Regions from separate parts of the Mus musculus genome. Here region 2 is linked to region 1. A link is a contact called in public promoter capture Hi-C data. All regions are on one chromosome and are shown on one strand. The core of a region is the stretch at or near the end of the contact, and the rest is flanking DNA. Distances in the headings are between cores, read along the strand shown.

The links. Promoter capture Hi-C pulls out the DNA fragments that hold promoters and counts their contacts.
Region 2: a contact with region 1 is called in a promoter capture Hi-C map of the HPC-7 cell line, with 7 times the contacts expected there. The contact joins the promoter of Il22ra2 here to the enhancer-like site in region 1. A contact is called at or near these places in 11 of 39 promoter capture datasets (the 3T3-L1 cell line, the HPC-7 cell line, cranial neural crest and 7 more), 1 of 484 Hi-C or Micro-C datasets (double positive thymocytes), 3 of 115 datasets of contacts at active chromatin or transcription factors (the 230-238 cell line, acute myeloid leukemia and effector CD8 T cells) and 1 of 9 other capture datasets (macrophages).

What each region holds. Positions count from the first base shown.
Region 1 is chr10:18,923,831-18,929,362 of GRCm38.p6, reverse strand. No RefSeq gene overlaps it. Among named protein-coding and RNA genes, the nearest start is that of Perp, 82 kb to the right of the region's middle. Within about 2 kb of position 1,407, at least 15 of the 459 cell types and tissues checked have an H3K27ac peak or open chromatin away from gene starts, as enhancers often do. A contact at or near this core is called in the HPC-7 cell line and acute myeloid leukemia, where this site is marked.
Region 2 is chr10:19,619,880-19,625,622 of GRCm38.p6, reverse strand. Il22ra2 (interleukin 22 receptor, alpha 2) reads right to left here and starts at 3,595. Exons shown (of 5, transcript NM_178258.5): 1 at 3,526-3,595; 2 at 1,087-1,222. The coding sequence starts at 3,583.

The DNA of each region.
Region 1 (5,532 bases), core at 158-2,657:
GACAGGTTAGAGTTGGAGCCCCATGACAACCTAGTGAAGGCTCCTGTGGGTAGAACCTCTAGAACTGCCCTGTTTCCATACTTCCCAGCACTGGGAGATTTGTGCAAATGTCCTGTCATAAACCCTTTTCAGGATAACTTAAAGAAAGTCAGTTTCAAAACATTGATCAAAGAGTGTTAAGCAACAAGGATTTGAAAGTCAAAATGAGTACTTGGGGGCTGGAGAGATGGCTCAGTGGTTAAGAGCACCAACTGCTCTTCCAAAGGTCCTGAGTTCAAATCCCAGCAACCACATGGTAGCTCACAACCATCTGTAATGAGATCTGATGCCCTCTTCTGGAGTGTCTGAAGATAGCTACAGTGTACTTGCATATAATAAATAAAGAAATAAATAATTTTTTTTTAAAAAATGAGTACTTGGAGCTGGGAATGCATGTTCTCTCATTATTGGGAGCAGATGGTTCAAGGGCCTTCAACCATTGAATTCAACTTAAATTTTCTGACCAGCCTCCATGGAGGTCCGTGATGACATGTCTAAGAAGCACCAGCTTTCAGGAAGCCTAAGGAAAGGAGAAAAATACATTCACACACATAGACTACAGGAAAAAAAGGTATTGTGAAATTACATGAAAAACATTGTTCCCCACAAAAAAGAAGTACAATGAAAGTAGTTAATATTTCCTGAATATCTGCCAGGTACATGGAATTTTACATGTACAGAACCTTTATATCTGCACTTAGTGCACCAAGGAAGATAGCATTCTTCTGATTCTGTAGCTGAGATCAAAGTCTTAGACAGAACAAGGATTTGTTCCAGCTTCCACAGTTCATAGCAGGGAGATTTTGATCAAAACTCAAATCTCATGGACCCTGAAGTCCAGGCTCCATCTATTCTACAACACTACCTCTTGAAGGCAGCTTGAGCCACCTCTGAGAGGTTATTAGGCTCTTCTTCACCTAAAGAAAATGTATTTTCACCATGCACTTGTTAAAACATCTATGATAGGGATGCCTTCTCAGTGATGGGATGGCGTACTTAGATAATGAATGAAACACTTGATTATGACTTTATAGCATGGTTTGCTCTAGATAAATAATAAAACAACAATGTCCCCTCCCACCATAACTGTTTCATAGACTTCACTGGCTTGGCTTATCTTTCTATGTCTGTGCCCCTGTGCCAGATGGCTAGTATCTTTAGAGCAAATATCGTATCTTTTGTAACTGGAGCTTCTAGGTTCCAAAGGCCTATTTTTCCCCTTTACCTTTGGAAGGTGAGGAAGTGAGCTGTATATACCCACCTGCTGGAAATTCCCCTTATGCTTCCTTGTTGGAGGGGCTTAGCCTACAGTGTTCAAAGCAAAGCTGTCTGAAAGAGGAACTAGAACACATAATACAGAGACAGGACACAGCCCCAGTGAGCTCATTAGATCAGCAAATATTTTCAAAACACCTGCTCTGTAGCGAAGACATAGAATAAGGCAGCTCTTTTCCCCATGCTTGGCTGTTCAGGGCATATGAAGACATGTAAAATAATAAAGGACTGAAGAGAGCAAATGTTGGAACACACAAGAGCAGCCAGGATGGCTCAGAGATGCTGCAAGTCTCTCTACAGGCATGTAGGTATGCAGGCTAGCAAGGAAGAAGTGTCCAGATTGTCTAGACCTCCATTCCCTAATTTCTACAGCTGATTTATTTGAGTACTTGTAATGGTAGAAGTTCCATGCTACCTACCCTCCCCCACACCCCAAGGTAAAAATATCTCACGTTGTGATAAAAATTTGCAGAAGTCCACAAACTCGAACATGTGCTAAAGAAGCAATAGTAATGACAAAAAGCTTTCGATTGCCCAAGAAGTGTCTGTTCAAATGACAAAATATTTAGTTTCTACTGGACACATTTAAGGAAGCAATGCAATATTTAATTTTAAAGTCAACTTTTTAATTTTAAAGTTCATAATGCATCAGAAATCTCATGCATCACTACTATTTAATCTTATAATGAAAAAATGTAGAACATCTGAATGTAACTGAGACTATATAAGGTGTAATTAAAACCTGGATTAAGAGATTCAGAGCAAGAGTGTTGGGAGACCAATGCTGGCAAGGAATGGACTCTGTGTTAATCTCCAGGATTGGACTAAGGAATGGGAAAGCATACGCAAAGGGGAGATATGAAATGATAATGGAGCAGTCGCAAAGGCCTAGAGACGGTCACTCACAGGAGAATAAAGTACCTTCATGTGCCAAGCCCAGAGGCAGGAACAGGGTTGACGTGTATGGATATGGTTGCCCTACTTTATAAGTTTTGAGAAATTGCAAGAAATGAGATAAAGAAGGGCAGAATATCCCGGAATAAAGAGCAAAAGGTCTATACTACCAATAGCATCTCACTGGCGTCCTTTGTCAAACTGATGACTGAAAATCATCCTGAGTCTGATAGATCTGGGAATGAAATTTGGATCCTATGAGACGTTGAACAAATTACCTCCCTAAGCCTTTGGTTCTTCACCTGTGAAAGGGAAATAAAGGATGATCAACTCAGAGAACTGCATTAAAAATGAAACAACATAATCATTTGCCACAACACTTACCATATAATAAATGTTACATATATAGGCTACTATTGCCATATCTTATATAATATTTTATGACCATCCATTGTAATATCCCCCTGCTTAAAATATCATCAGCTTGGATGTGTGTCATAATACACACTTGCAGTTCTAGTGGTTGGGGTAAAGGCAGCAGTATTCCAAGATCTAGGTCAGTCTGGGTTCAAGGCCAGTCTGAGATGCACAGCAAGACCGCATCTTAAACCAAACCACAGGAGCCTTATCTGGAATGTGTACAGTTCTGGGTTGGTCACATACATGAATGAATAAATAAATAATCCTGAACTGTTCCATTTTAAATGTAACTATCCAAACTTGCTAATGTTGCATGAAGGCTTCCCTGATGTGGAGTATTTACCAGAGAAGATTGCTCAGACATTAGTTTAAGCCAGTAGAAAGTATTAGCTAGCCAGTGACTACACTGGGTGTTTGTGATGCCAATGTAGCAATGAACATTTCTTAGGTTGAAATTTTAAGCACAAAATCCATGTTCTACATTGACATACTTCAGTTGACAAGAACAGTTTCAGAAGTGGAACTACAGAAATCAAAAAAACAAGGTTAGCATGTTTAAAGACATTCCCAGAACTACAGACTTTGGCAGATCAGGTCTTTGTTTTAATTGTGGCTGGTTTGTGCTGAGTTATAGCCTGAATAGTATTTTCATCATGGAGTCAGTTGTGCTAAAGTCTGGGACTCTGTTACATTCCCCATTACTGGGTATTAGTGGCAACATCTATCTTCTGAGTCTGCCAGACTTAAGGGCTTAATGGCCTCCTCAAAAGTCCAGAGTAAGCCAAGACATCTATGTCGAACTCTGCCTGCATCGTTGCTCTGCTGTCCTAGCCCCTGTTGTTGCCAAGCATTTGAGGTCTACATATTAAATGCTGCAGGAGGGCAGTGCATGTAGCTTTGTGGAATGACAACTCATTCTGAGGTATCATCTAAAGAGTGAAACAGGTAGGGAAGTTAGGAGCCAGTTGTGAAATCTATAGCCAAATTTGCCTCAGTAACACACTTCTTCTTTCCTTTTTATTGATTTGGTGCATTATGCTACTTAATAATGCTATTTAAAGAAAAAATTCTTTTCAGGGTTCAGAGAGATGAGTATTATTTTCTCTATGTGTCCAATGCTGTCTCCCTACTCTGTTCTCTCCAGTCAAGGAAGAGCACTAACCATTGTATCTTTGTATCTCACAGATGTCTTCAGAGACAACAATCCAGTACTTGTGAGGTCCTGATCTCTCTCTCTCTCTCTCTCTCTCTCTCTCTCTCTCTCTCTCTCTCTCTCTCTCTCTGTGTGTGTGTGTGTGTGTGTGTGTGTGTGTGTGTGTGTGTGTGTGTGTGTGTGATATAGAGAGAGATGAGAGACAGAGAGTCAGAAAAAAAGAGGAGAGACAGAGACAGACAAAGACATATATAGAAAGAGACAGTTTAAGGAGGGATTGAAAAAGGAAGATGAATAGTACCGCTCCACCCCATTAAAGTTTATCTCTCTTACATGAACCTCACATATAGTAGTTGATGACATAGTTTATATGCATCACAGAAATTTGGTCCAATGAAAATAATGATAAATACAATGGGACAGGTGAATAGAAAAAAAATATCTAGAGAAATTTCTATATTTCTCACTTTGGCAACTAAATTGAAACTCTGCTGGTCTCTAACTTTTGTATTTAGAGTTCCCATGATACAGTTAAATGGTGATATTTTGAAGGAAGCTAGTTTTGGGTCAAAAGGGCAGGAGGTCAGAGCTCTTTGAGAAAAGGTAAACTTATAATGAAAGCTACATTTATAACTAAGGATTAGTCTGCCTAGGTAGAATACAGTGTAGAGAAAAGAACAAAAAGAGGCCCCTAGCAACAATAAACCACAAAAGAACAGGCCGACAGCATGAAAACCAGAGACACCACCAGCTAAGTACCCAATACAAGATGATTCCTTAGAAGGCAGCCATCATTATATGACTCAAATACAAAAGTCAAAACAGAATTCATCCAGCCAATGGGCTCCTTCATTCAACAGTCACTGAAACTTCTAACACTTGCAACAGAATATTGGGGATGTTGGAGACTTGGTAAATAGGAAACCACCTTGTCACTGAATATATTTTCCTGGGTAAGAAAAAAGAAAAGAAATTTGTCAGTTATGCTATAAAATATATTAAGTACAGGTGTTTTGAGCTGAAGGAAGTGTGTCTGAGACCTGAGTACAGAATTTTTAGTGAAGAATAAACTATAAGATTGCAAAATACACATTTAAGGAGATTGGCTCTGAATCCTAGGCTAAAAACTTCAGGTGGACACAGAATTCGATGAGGTACCTCTTTTAAAGACTAAAGAAAGAAATCAATTGCATTGGTTCAGGGAAGCAAGATTGGTGATCAACAAAAAAAAATTCACTTTTTGCAAGTTTTCCAGCAGGATAAGGACAGAGAGAATGGAGTGCTAGACTGGGGGTGGGAAATGAAATCCAAAGTTCTTCTGGACTAACTACCTCAGGTTTCTTGTCATAAAGAAGCACAAGATGGTCAGACAGGCAGATGGATGGATGGATGGATGGATGGATGGATGGGCAGATGGATGGATGGGTAGATGAATGGATGGATGGATGGATGGATGGATGGATGGGCAGAAGGATGGATGGATGGATGGATGGATGGATGGATGGATGGATGGATGGATGGGCAGAAGGATGGATGGATGGATGGATGGATGGATGGATGGTAAATGGGTGAATAGGTGGGTAGGTGGAAGTGTGAATGGGTTAAGTGGGTATAGGTGCAGATAATCTTTAGATTCAGAATTATGGATTTTTAAGTTTTAAAATCATCTCTTAGTAAATATATTTATTAATTTATGTTTCCCTCCATTCATACAAACAAACAGTGAGTAAAGGGATTCCCTTGAATGAGCA
Region 2 (5,743 bases), core at 2,346-4,845, 690 kb before region 1:
AGAATGACAGATTAAAGTTCTACAGAGTCTTCGAGCTTAATCTTAGCTTTGTTGTAGAACAGTTTCAATTCCACTTATTGCTTTGGCCGCAGACAGGCTCATTTTGGACCCATTTATATTGCCTGCAGGTAACAAATGAGTAGAGTACCAGGTTCCATTTCTACACACCACAAACTTCTCCAGCTAGATACCAACCGAGCTTGGAAACAGAGAAATAGCCACTGACAAGAATAATACGTTTTACAGAGGGGATTAAAGAAGAGCAAACTTCTGGGACAGTCTTTTCTAAATGAACTCACAGGGAAATCTGAGCAAGGATTTCCCTTCCCCCACCACATGACTGAAGGGACATAGATGGATTTATGGAGTAAGAGTGTTATTCCGGCTCAAAGCTGTAATCAATCGCTCTTGCTTTTTAGTTAGCCGAGTTCTCAAACTATTTAGTGGAAGAAGAATCTCAAAAACATTATGGGATGCATAAATAGAAAACCTGCCACTTTCCAATCAAGACTGACCATTTCCTGGCCTTGATAAAGGAATGAGTTCATGTCACCCGAGTTTTGGCATTGATCCAATAAAAGGAGTTTGCAGATCTTGTGAGAAGAACATGCAACAGCATGCTCTAATGTGTGTACGCACTTATAGAAGTCATTACTAATTATAAAGAATTTTCTATATAGTGAACCAACCCAAACTATAACTTACCAATTAAAAATATATTTTACATATGTCACTGTTTGCCTCAAGTTTAACCACCAGTGGCCTAGGCTTAGCTGAGTGTTTGCACTGGGCTAAGCAAGTGGCTGCCAGCACTCATTTGACATACTGAGGAGCCCTTGTGCAGTGGAAATGCAGGAAGCTGAAGGTCCCCTTTTTGAGCTCCCTAGACTGCATACAACATCATATCCTTGTGCCATGTCACAGGACAACCTTCTGTTCCCACCTCTGCTTCTCTCAACCCCCCAAAAAAACTTTTCAAACAAACAAACAAACAAAGCAAAATCCAAAGTGTTCAGCTCCTCACACTCCATTGCAACCCAGAACATATTACCCCATGGCCTTTCTCTGCCAACAGAGTCTACTTACATCTTGTACTGCACAAAGTAGATGCTGTTGTTGCTGGGGAGAGAGCTCCCTGCTTGCCAGTGCAAAATATTGTGGAAATTTCTGGACTGAAATCGGACCTTCTGGGGCGTCAGAGATACACGAGCTGGTTGTATTTCTAAGGCAGCAAGAACATCATTGGACATTACTGTGAGCATTGCTTTTTGGGGGGGTTTTGGCATGGTTTTCATGAAGTCTCTGCATTAGGAATCTCTGGGGAAGTCGCTCTAAGTGAAGGCAGTGGTGATAGGGTTAGAAGTCAATACTGTTGACTCTTCAATATGATTATTTTGATGCATGGTCAAAGTCCCCTCCCCTCTCTCCTTAGTTCTAGTGAATCAGCTCAGGGCAAGTTCTCTGACACTGAGCTATACCATAGTCTAAGGTAAAATCATAGAATGATGTGTGCTTCACACCAGGAAAAATTGGTAATGATGCCCGCCTTCAGCACACCCCAATGGGTAGAGGAACTAAAACTCATGGAAAGAATATAGTCTTTAGTTTATTCCCATATAAGAGTGGGGTGATGACTATGATGAAAGACCTGTCTCCTTGCTAAGAGTACCCAAGTGGAGTTATTCAGAGGCACTAACCTATCGCAGTGGGGAATTACCCAAGACCCGATGTGGGCTCTGGTAGGGGTGTGAAATCATAGACAGGTGAAGGAAAGACTTTTTTGGCAGGATTATTTGTGTTTTCTTCTTCAAATCATATGGTATGGGTGGCTTCGCTTTACCTGCACTTCATCTTATGGAGAAAAGAGACCTATAACATTTTATTTCAGAGTCCAAAGTTTCTGACAGGAGAGAAAAGAAGAGTTTCCTTGGGTATTTCTACTTACTGACTTAATGGTGGTGACAATTTTTTTGTATGTATTTTGAAGGCCTCCTACAAGGCATGGATGGTGGTATGGACTTGAGGTATGGACTTGAAAAGAGTCTATTTCCATGTACCCAAACCACACCTGCTTAATCCATCTTAGTACGTAAGTATTTTCAGAAGATGACAGGCACAATTTCTTGAAGATCCACCCAGAGTTGAACTGATAACCTGAAGATGGTTGGCACCTGCTGTCCTTGGGCTCTCCTTCGATTTTTCTGACATCTCCACTGTTACCACTGTCTCCAGCAATGGCCCACAGTGCACCAAGCACTGAGGGACTTTCCCCATCATCTGCTCATCGAATTTGCCCAGCTCCTCCATGATAAAGATTCTGCCACCATCTTCCTCTTATGGTCTAGAGACCAAGCCTTGGATAGGTGAAAGAACCTTCCCAGGAGAAACTGTTAATGCTGATTTTATGCTTAAGCCTACTCAACATCCTGCTTCTTACTACTGAAAGCTGAATCTGAAATCCTGGGTGAGAGGAGTCCAAGTGGAAAGGCATCGACATCATCATCATCATCCAATAACAGTTAGCTTCTGCCTCCTTCATCTATTTCTCTCTTGATATTTATTGATCAGATAGAAATATGTATCAGAAGCTATTATGCTCATTTCTTTTGATTTATCCCCAGACACCGACATAAGAGAGATATTTTTTATCACTGGATTTTCAGGTGTGAATACAGGTCATATCCAAGTTTACAGGAGTGGTAAGGTAAATTTTTGTGTACAAAAGCAGGTTCATTTTGCTAGCCCTTTAATTCCTGCTAAAGAAGTTCTTGTTACCAAGGACAAGAAGTATAGCTTACTCTAGTTCACATATTCCTGTCAGATAGAGGCTGGAGTTGCATTTATGTCGAGTTGTAGAACAACTCTAAAGTTTGGGCATTTACTTAAGCCACTTAAGTGAGAGGTCCCCATATATTGACTTGGGACTCCAGGAGCCTTTCTGAGATGTGAACTTTGATAAAATGTCCTTGAAGAATTTTCTGTAACCATCATTTGTTTATGGTATGTGTTCTGTGTGGGAGGCTGCTCTAAAGCACTCAGCATCTACACTAACTCAGTCCCACAATGACCTACAATCTTCAATCTACAGATGAGAAAATTCTCATATAGGATGTTACATAAAATGCTTGGTTTTCTGGATAGCAAATGGCAGGTGAAACCTAGGCTCTGACTATGTGCCTTAGGGCCTTGTGTCTTGTCCTTATAATCATTTGATGATATCAAGAGAAAGGCGGAAGGGGAGGAGGAAGGACGAGGGAGACTAGGGGGAGGAGAAGATAGATAGATAGATAGATAGATAGATAGATAGATAGATAGATAATATAAATTGTTTTCTGCCATGAAAGTGGCTCCTCGTCCTAAACACTCATTCATGGAACTATTCACTCAGGTTGCAGAGAGCAACTGGCCCCATGTCTGATTAGACCATTTAGTGACCTTACAAAGTCCAGTATGTCATCCAAGCCATTCTAACCCTGTCTTGATCAGACTCAAAACTGGCCAATGAAAAGGAAGTTAAGCACTTACCTGTTGCACTGCTCAAGAGTATGATGAGGAGACCTAGAAGGCAATGCTTAGGCATCATGGTTGCAAGTGTGCTTGTCTGGCAACCAGAGTTCCTTTCACTGAGGAGGCTGCTGAGAAGGGGAACTAAATCCACAAATGGACCGTCACTTCCGTTGGGCTCCACCAATGGCAAATGTTTCCTTAAATTTATCTTATTACATTATTTTACCATTAGAGAATATAGAGAGAGGGGGGAAAGAGAGAGGGGGAGAAAAAGAGAGAGAGGGGGAAGAGAGAGAGAGGGAGGGAGAGAGAGAGAGAGAGAGAGAGAGAGAGAGAGAGAGAGAGAGAGAGAGAGGTGTTTATCTGACAGTGATAGCAAAGCCTCAGGGCAGGGTAGGACAAGGATTATGCAAAGTGAGTGGGTGAATCTTGCTGGAATTTGGCTCTAAGAGGCAGGACTGCTTATGAGGACCTGGAGGACTGCAGAGTAGCATGCTTGACAGTTGGAGTTGCCCCAGCCACACCTGGCAGCTGTTCAAAGAGTTGTAGTCTTTCCAAGTAGTCTTTCTTGTTTGTGTGCCTTGGGCTCCTGAATCCTCCTGACTCCCCATAGAGCTCCCTGCTATGCTGTTGGGTTTTCCTTCTCCCTTCACATTTATTGGGAGGTCCTCTCAAGAAATGTCTCTTCTTTCCCACTTTTGCCCCCAATTTCAAGCAATTGACTCAAGGAAGTTCTTCGAAGTTGCCAAATCAAATGATGCCCGGAGACTGTGACTGGAAGACCTTCAGCCTGACCTGCATCAATTCTTTCATAGCTCCTATGAAACCAGACTAAACCAGCTCATCTGCTCTTTGTCAAAGATTCATTATATTGCTTTACCAAGGAATTTCTCCTGTGTTTTTAGAGGTACTAAAAATTACTCATATAAGCACAACAAAGTCAGAGGGTTTTTGTTTGTTTCTTTGTTTACCTTATTCACCTTACATCCTGATCACTGCCTCCCTCCTAGTCACCTCATCCCACAATCCTTCCCCCATGTTCTCTCTTCTTCTCTGAACTGGTGTGAGCCCCCTGGGTATCGCCCACCTTGGCACTTCAAGTGTCTGTGAGGCTAGGTACTTCCTCTCCACTGAGGCCAGACAAGGCAGCCCAGATAGTAGAACATATCTCGAATACAGGCAACAACTTTTTGGGATAGCCTCCCGACCCTCCATTAGTTCAGGACCCACATGAAGGTCAAAGTGCACATCTGCTACATATGAGCGAGGAGGCCTAGATACAGCCTGTGTATGCTCTTTGGTTGGTGGTTCAGACTCTGAGAACCCCAAGGATCCAGGTTAGTTGACTCTGTTGGTCTTTCTGTGGAGCTCTTATTCCCTTCCAGACCAAAACCCTTCCTCCTATTCTTCTGTATGAGTCCCCAAGCTCCACCCAGTGTTTGGACGTGGGTGTCTGCATCTGTCTGAGAGTCAGCTGCCGAGTGGAGCCTCTCAGTGGACAGTCATGGTAGGCTCTTGTCTGTAATCATAACAGAGTATCATTAGCAGTGTCAAATGGTGCTAGTCTAACTGGATGTCTACATGTAGAAGAATAAAAATAGGACCATATTTATCACCCTGCACAAAACTCAAGTCCAAGTGGATCAAGGACCTCAACATCAAACTGGATACACTAAATCTCATAGAAGAGAAATACCCTTGAACACATTGGTACAGGAGACAGTTTCCTGAACAGAATGGCTCAGGCTCTAAGATCAACAATTGACAAATGGGACCTCATGAAACTGCAAAGCTTCTGTAAGGCTCAGAGAACTGTCAACCGGATAAATTGGCAGCCGACAGATTGAGAAATTATCTTCAACAACTCTACATCTGACAGAGGGTTAATATCCAGAATTTACAAAGAACTCAAGAAGTTAGACACCAACAATCCAAATAACCCAATTGAAAAATGGAATACTGAGCTAAAAAACAAAACAAAACAAAACAAAACAAAAAACCAAAAAAACCAAAAAACAATTCTCAACAGAGGAATCTCAAATGGCTGAGAAGCACTCAAAGAAATGTTCAAAGTCCTTGGTCATCAGGGAAATGCAAATCAAAACAACTCTGAGGTTCCATCTTACACCGATCAGAATGATTAAGATCAAAAACACAAGAGAGAGCGCATGCTGGCGAGGACAAAGGCAGAGTTTTTTGTTTGTTTTGCTTTTCTCTGTTCTGAAGAGGTTCTTGA